2 separate regions of the Cricetulus griseus genome follow, and region 2 is linked to region 1. The links are chromatin contacts, called in public Hi-C maps. All regions are on one chromosome and are shown on one strand. Each heading gives the region's core, a stretch centred on a gene start, on an enhancer-like site or on the middle of the called end of the contact. The rest is flanking DNA. Distances are from core to core; before and after follow the strand shown. Region 1 overlaps Tcf7l2 (transcription factor 7-like 2). Region 2 holds the start of Tcf7l2 (transcription factor 7-like 2).

The links. A called contact is a pair of places that touch in the nucleus more often than the background predicts.
Region 2: a contact with region 1 is called in a Hi-C map of the CHO-K1 cell line, with 2.5 times the contacts expected there. The contact joins the promoter of Tcf7l2 here to the enhancer-like site in region 1. A contact is called at or near these places in 3 of 8 Hi-C or Micro-C datasets (the CHO-K1 cell line and liver).

Annotation. Positions count from the first base shown.
Region 1 is chr3:5,584,731-5,588,303 of CriGri-PICRH-1.0, forward strand. The region is part of intron 6 of Tcf7l2 (transcription factor 7-like 2); the gene reads right to left. Among named protein-coding and RNA genes, the nearest start is that of Tcf7l2, 130 kb to the right of the region's middle. Within about 2 kb of position 1,996, at least 4 of the 6 cell types and tissues checked have open chromatin away from gene starts, as enhancers often do. A contact at or near this core is called in the CHO-K1 cell line, where this site is marked.
Region 2 is chr3:5,716,702-5,720,274 of CriGri-PICRH-1.0, forward strand. Tcf7l2 (transcription factor 7-like 2) reads right to left here and starts at 1,534. Exons shown (of 16, transcript XM_027406954.2): 1 at 821-1,534; 2 at 508-574; 3 at 134-258. The coding sequence starts at 1,009.

The DNA.
Region 1 (3,573 bases), core at 746-3,245:
CCGACTTTATTATACATTCACTCTGAACCACGATGTACTTAGAACGCTAAAGTTATCAGTGAGTTGGGCAAAAAAAATGCTGAGTGACCCTGCATTAAATTTCTTACTTGTGAGATGAATGGGAATTTCAACGTACAGTCCTTAAGCCCTATACGACCCTCTGTGAGGAAAATGAATACAGGATTGTCTTTTATAAATGCGTAGCATAAACTTTGTGTCATTCCCAGGATGTTAACCCCACTACCCTTCCTGGTTTACAGAAGGAAAAACCAACATTGCCAAGAATATACCCCCAAGCCTCTAAGTTAACACAATAAGACTCAGAGTTTCAACTCAAGTACTTCCTGGCTGCTTGCTCTCCCTAACCTCAGGTCCACCTCCCTGTAAGTCAACACTGTGTGACAGAGGGTCGTAGTGGAAAATGCCCACACGGCAATTCTAAAGTCTCAAAATATCCCTACCTCTATTGAACACACCGTGGTAAAGTGATGTGAGCACACACATGTGAACTGTTGGCGGGGATTGTAGCAGTTTCCTTTACTAACCGAAGGGACAGTTGGCAGGTATGGTGTTGCAATTAATACAGATAAACCATCAATAGCCTATCCGCCTTTTGATTTTTGAATAAACAAAGGCGGAATGCTGCAATTAAGATCAGAAGTGCCTCAGAAGGCCATATGGCCAAAGGGAAACAGAATGGAAACGCCACCAGCAAGAACGGGGGAGTCTTGTTATTCCTAAGGTGGAAGGATGATCTTTAACAAATGTTTTCCCCTGATGCCTGAAGGATAAGTGGTCTCCCAGCAGAAATGATGGCTAGCAATCAAAGGAGAAGCTGTGACCCAGGTCAGGGGCAGCCTGAGAAGCCAATGTTTGTGAGAATTACCACATAAATCCTGTAGGGGGCGCACCGTGGCCTGACCGGTTCAAGATGACCAGCCCTGTCCAGCCTTTCTGATGCCGGGGGATTTTAGGGGACAATTCAAACCCACAAACGCTGTGCAGTCAGCACAGTGGCTGGACACACTGATGCCTGGGGGTCCCCAGAGTCTACTCCTTAATACGTGGGAAACAATGACATCTCTATGCCCACAATGGCTTCAGTGTGAGCCCCTCCGCCCACAATGGCCCCATTCAATCCCCCACCACGAGCAATTGCCCCAAGTTTAACAGCCTGTGTTAGGGGGGCACCAGGCACAAAAGGAGGTGTTTCCAGGTTCAGTGAACATTTTACATCCATTCATCAGGGAAGGGACAAAAGCGATTCCCCACTTCACCTCAGGCAGGGAGGGCATCAATCCCTCCAAAGAGCAACCTTTGCGTGGTGGGGGCAGGGAACGCACTGTTTAAGGATGGTTGGTTGTGCAAACATGCTTCTGGATTATTTTTGCCTCCAACTAAAGACATCTGCATAAAAATGGGGATCTTTTGTCTCATAAGAAGGACCAAGAGAGACCTTTTGGGGGAAGAAGGGAGCAAAAGGAGTAAAAGGCGCCCAAATAAAGACTGAGGAGGTCGGAGACGGGAGTCTAAATTACATCTGGAATCTTTATTAGGAAAGTGGGCCACATTTTTTCTTTACTTTACATTTTTATTGGGGTTCGCTGGGACTTTTATTATGGAATCTGGTGTTGGCTTTGTATACCAGCTTTAATTACTGAGTACCCTGCCAGCCACACTTGACCAACACAGGCTGCTATAGGAAGCATTTCCCAGGACCTGAAAGCCTGACTCTCCTAATCGAAAGTGGAATACCTTGGTGTCTTGACTCCATCAGTCAACAAGGAGTGTTGTACTAGTTGATTAATAAGGCCTCAACTTAGCTAACTACTTAAGTCACTTTGTGAACAGCTATAGTGCACACAAAGTGATAATATTTGAAATAGCCTAAGTCATCCCTCACTCTCAGAGCGACACCCACCCACCCCTTCACCCTGCCAAGCTGCATTAGTCATACTAAACATAGTCTGCTCCCAACTAACTCTTCAAGCTTTGGCAAGCAGGGCCCAGCTGACATTCTGGGCTCAGTTAACATTATTACATAATCAGGGCTTCACTCTCTTCATGGGCCACAAGTCAAAACAAACTTGCTGAACTCAACCCAGGGCATCAGCCTGCTTCCTGGTTACATGACACAGGCTCTAACAGCAGGATGGAGCTCTTAGCAAAGCCGTAAACATCTCTAACTTGGTCTACAGCATCTCTAAGCTTGTCAACAGCATCGTGATCTCCATTCTACCTCCTGTACATATTGTTTTCAGAAAGTCTCCCCCGACACACACATTTCTGGGCTGTTAACAAAATCCAAGAAAGCAACAACCTAAAAGAATTCCCAAGCACCAGTCCTTGGGGAAAGAAGGTGAGCAAGAACACACAAATATTCATCTCTCATATAAATGGTTATGGTATGGTCTGTAGTCTCAGCTCACAGCCATGCTCCTGCCTCAGCCTCCTGAATGCTGGGCTTGCTGGTGTGAGTCACCTTGTGTGGTCCACTTTGCTAGGTGTTGCTAAAAGCCTAGTCATTGCTTGCAAGATTTCAAGTATTTTTTACACATAAGTTCTAGGTCCCGATTCCTATCTATCCTTCCACAGAGGCATTCATCCCCTGTCACCATTGTGTGAGTCTCCTGATGAGCCCTGCAGCATCCAATGTACAGGAAAAGTCATGATTTCAAGAGGGAAAAATTGACTTCATCCTGGACACTCTGGATTCCACACTGGCTTCCAAGGAGCCTCAACTTCGGCACAGAACAAAATGCAACTCTGCCATGCATCAGAGAGGTAGGGTAGGAAGACACACTCAGGAGAGTGGATTTCTGTCCTGGGTCCCTGTATCACCTGGTAATGTGGCCTCAGAGTCTTACAGCAGCCTTCTGTACCTGAGTCTCAGTTTTCAAATTTTCGAGAGAGGTTTGATGGAGTAGGTGGGGTATTGTTAGTCACTGCAACAACCCCCAGGTTCTACAGCAGATTTCTTCCAACCCACCAACTACTGAAAACAGATTAAAATTACTCTGGCTGGGGTGAGCTACTCAAGAGCCTGTGATGTGTGCTTTTGTATGTTTAGGTCACTCCGATAAGTACATTTCCTTGTCTGAGTTATTTTATTGCCTTCTCCTAGGAGTCCAGGCCCAGCAAATCTCGTAGTCCACTTGTACACAAACCTAACCTGTTAGGTAACATTTGATTTATCACCATCTCTCTGCCTCAATGCTATCTGTTTATGCACAGGACAGGCACCATCATCTCTCCAAACAATCGCTTCTTCTCTAATCCTGGAGACCATCTTTCTCAACTAAAATCTCAGAGAGGCTCACCCTCGTCTGAACAGGTCCCTTCTTACATCACTTCAGCTTTCTAAGAGTGTCTGAGGCCAGAATGCTCGGAAGCTCAGGCCGGTCACCACCCAATGGGTATGCTTCTGATAGGCAGGTATGCACTCCGGATTGATGCAGGCTAAGAGGAGAGGAGCGAAGGCTTGGTGTTAAAGAGGTGAGGATGGAAATGAAGCCCAAAACTACTACATGGAGGAGGTGGTTCAGCAAGACACAGGCCAAAAAAAAAAAAAAA
Region 2 (3,573 bases), core at 284-2,783, 130 kb after region 1:
GGCAGAGAAAAAGTTTGGAGAGTTCGGGCCGCGAGGGGGAGGGGAGGGGGAGGGGCGGGGCGGGGGAGGGGCAGGGCATGCGGGGGCCGGCGGGCGGGCGGGCGGGCAGGGCGGGGAGCGCGGTGGCACTTACGGTTCGGGCGGTGGGCGAGAGCGATCCGTTGGGGAGGTAGGGGCTCGTCAGGTCGGGGATCATGATGAAGGGGTAGCCGGGATACGGTGGCCCCTTAAAGAGCCCTCCATCTTGCCTCTTGGCCGCTAACATGGCGGGGCGGCGGAGGGGACGGCGGCGGCCGCGCGGCGCGGGAGAGAGCGGGAGAAACTTTTTAGCAAGTGTCCCCCCGAGGGCCCGCGCGCGTCCCCGGGGCCCGGCGGGCGCGGGAAACTCGGTGGGTAGGTGGGTGGGTGGGTGGGTGGGCAGGGAGTGGGCACGGGGGCACCCGCCAGGCCGACCCGGGGAGGGGGCAGCGCGATCGCGCGGTCTGGGGGCGCGCGGGGCGCACTCACCTTCTTCCAAACTTTCCCGGGATTTGTCTCGGAAACTTTCGGAGCGAGGCGGAGGCCGTCTTTCCGCCTTCCCGGAGGGGCGAGGTGGGGAGGGCGAGGGGCGATCGCCGCGCCGAGGGGGTGCGGGGAGGGAGAGGGGTGCAGAAAAACACGGTTGCAAGTTTTTGCCGTCAGCAGCCCGCGCGCCCGCCCGCCGCCTGCAGCCCCGAGCCGCCCGGCCTTCCAGCCCCAGCCGCGGAGCCCCGGAGCCCGGGAGCCCGGGAGCCCCGGAGCCGGCAGGCTCAGCCCCGCCAGCCCGAGGGGCTCTCCCTACCTCGGAATCGGAGGAGCTGTTCTGATTCGTCTCTGATTCATTGACCAGCGAGGACTTGACATCGGCTAAATCCCTCTCCGCCGAGGAGTTTTCCGAGTTCTTCTCCTCCTGCTCGCCCTCGTCTTTGAAGGAGATCAGCTCGTCGTTAGCGCCTAGGTCATCTCCTCCACCGCCGTTCAGCTGCGGCATTTTTTTCACCCACCAGCAGCAATTTTGGAAGAAAAATGAAGGAGGAAGAAAAGCAAAAAAAAAAAAAAAAAGTTTGCGAGCCCCCCAAAAAATATTGCAAGAAAAAGACGAGTCCAAGGTTAACTTTTTTTTTCTCCTGCTTTGGGGTCTTTCTCTCCTGGGGAGGGGAAAAGAGGGAGGAGGGAGGGGAAGGGGGAGATCTTCCGCACGCGTGAGTTTGGGTTTCTTTTTTCTCTCGTTCCCAAGGATCCGATCAATGTGCAAAAAAATAATAAATAAAAAGGGGGGTAAAAAAAAACAACAACAACAACAAGTCAGATATAAGAGCAAAGGGGGGGGAAGCCGAAGACACCGAAGGAGCTCGTGCCGCTCGGATTTGAGTGAGTTGAAGTTAGACTGAGCTTTTCAGTTCAAAGGCGGCGCTGATTGACAGATAGAAAAAGGGGGATCGAAATCCGGAGGAACGGAGTAGTCTGGGAGCGGAGATTATTGACAGGGCGAGAGGAACACACTCGCCTTAATGAGATGCCAGGGGGCGGGGCGAGCCCGGTGACGTATGCATAAATAAACAGCCGGGGTGGGCGGGGCGGGGGCGGCCAACAATGATCCTTTAGGCGCCGGGAGAGGGAGCGGGGCGGGCCGGGGCCGCGGGAGGCGCGCGGGGTGCGGCCTGTGCGCAGTGTGCGAGCCGGGCGCCCGGACGGTGCGGGCCTCGCTCCTGGAGGGGGCGGGTTCCGAAAGACAATGCGGACCGGGAGAGGAGGGGAAGGGGGTGGCAACCGAGTCCGGAATCTGAGCCGGGGAAGGCGGAAGGAAAGCCCACTCGGGGGGCGGGGAAGGGGAGAGGCCCAGAAAAAGTGTTAGCCACAAGTCTTGAGGATGGGGACCCAGAGGGGAGGACTATGGGATGTGGGGACGGGGAGCTCAGTGGTTAATCCCTCAGAGAAGTCGGACGCCCTGGGGCGGGATAAGACACCACTGGGGCAAGAAGACTCACCCCTCTCTCTGCTCTGAGAAGACCTGGGGAGGTTAACCCACAACGGCTCCCCTCCCTTTTTTCTTTAATGACAGTGAATCATGTCATTAAATGTAAAGAACTACTCGGTTAAATATGCCAAGAAGGCGTTTTATCCAAAAAACAAATACTTTAGGTTCGACTGGGGTACTAAAAATATCCTTAAGGGAAAGGTAAAGTTGTTGGATTTTTTTTTTTTTTTTTTTTTTTTTTTTTTTTTTTAACTGACGTTGGAAGTAGGAAGTGATGTAGGATCCAAAGTCCGTTCTGACTTTGGAGGTGAAAAGTTGGGGCCTTAACAGCGCCAGGGAAAATAAAAGTGAAAGTTCACCAAGCCCTGGGGAAGAATTGGGCTGTAGTTTTTCTCTAAGGGGTCGGAGAGGAAATGCCCAGAGGCTGTAGGTGTTCATGGCTCTGGCAGGAGACAGTCACCAAAGCTGGCCTAGAAGCCCTTGCGGAGGAGGTGGCAAGCCCAGGATTTGAGACAGGTATTTGTTGGCTGTTAGGCTCAGGGAGGACACACTGATTTGCTGAGAAACAGGCAAGAAACTTATGTTAAAGGAGAAAGGATGTCCCTGGTTGGCAGAGTCAGAAGGTCCTTTTCCTTGCAAGTCTCCAGTGAGAAGGGAACTGGAGTTCCAAGGTGAAAAGAGAAGCCAAAAAAGAAAGAAGGAAAGCAAGAAAGAAAGAAAGAGAGAGAGAGAGAGAGAGAGAGAGAGAGAGAAGAGTAACTGGCAACTTACTATTAGGTTTGATGTTCTGGGGTTCACAATGCATTAAATTATCCCACCCTCCCCTTTAAAAAGCTCATCTGTTGTAGATTTCCAAAAGTAACCAATTTACTGTGTAATATTTAGAGAGTTTGGGGTTCAACAAAACTGTTGTACAGGCTCAGGCCTCAGAAAGAAGACAACTAAAAATAATGATACTGAGATTGACAAGGCCAACGAATTCCCCTGCACTGGACAGAAAAACTCCCAAGCACATTAGCACACTAAAGCAAAAGAGCAGACAAAATAAGGGCGGGATGGGGAGGCGGTGAGATTTACCATCCCACCAGCTCCCAACTTCCATATTCATCAGAAAATCAGAAGTGGAGGGAGAAAGAGCCTGAAAAAAAATAAAATAAGACAAAACAAATGTGTACATTTCATCGGACGGATTGCATGGGACACAAAGTGGAGGGCTAATTAGTCTCAGCAGGTAGGGCTAACCTTCAGACTTCATAAATAAATAAGGCAGCGCAGTGTCTAGGAGGGAGCATGGAGACAGAAAGGGGAATATTTCAAGACACCAAGTAAAAACACAAAATGCAGCCCTGTCTTGAGTCTGTATAGATGACTGACCCCCTTCCTGGGTCTTCCCACAGATTCCATGTCTATCCAAACAGCTGTAGCTCTACATATTTGTTAATTGCCATCCATGTATAACTCATGTATATACCCAAGCCGGTCTCTGCACCATATCATACAGACCTTGCCAAATCCTGTTTGGGGCTTGACGACAACTGGGAATGCTTTCCCATGAACTCTGCTCTAGGACCAATTCT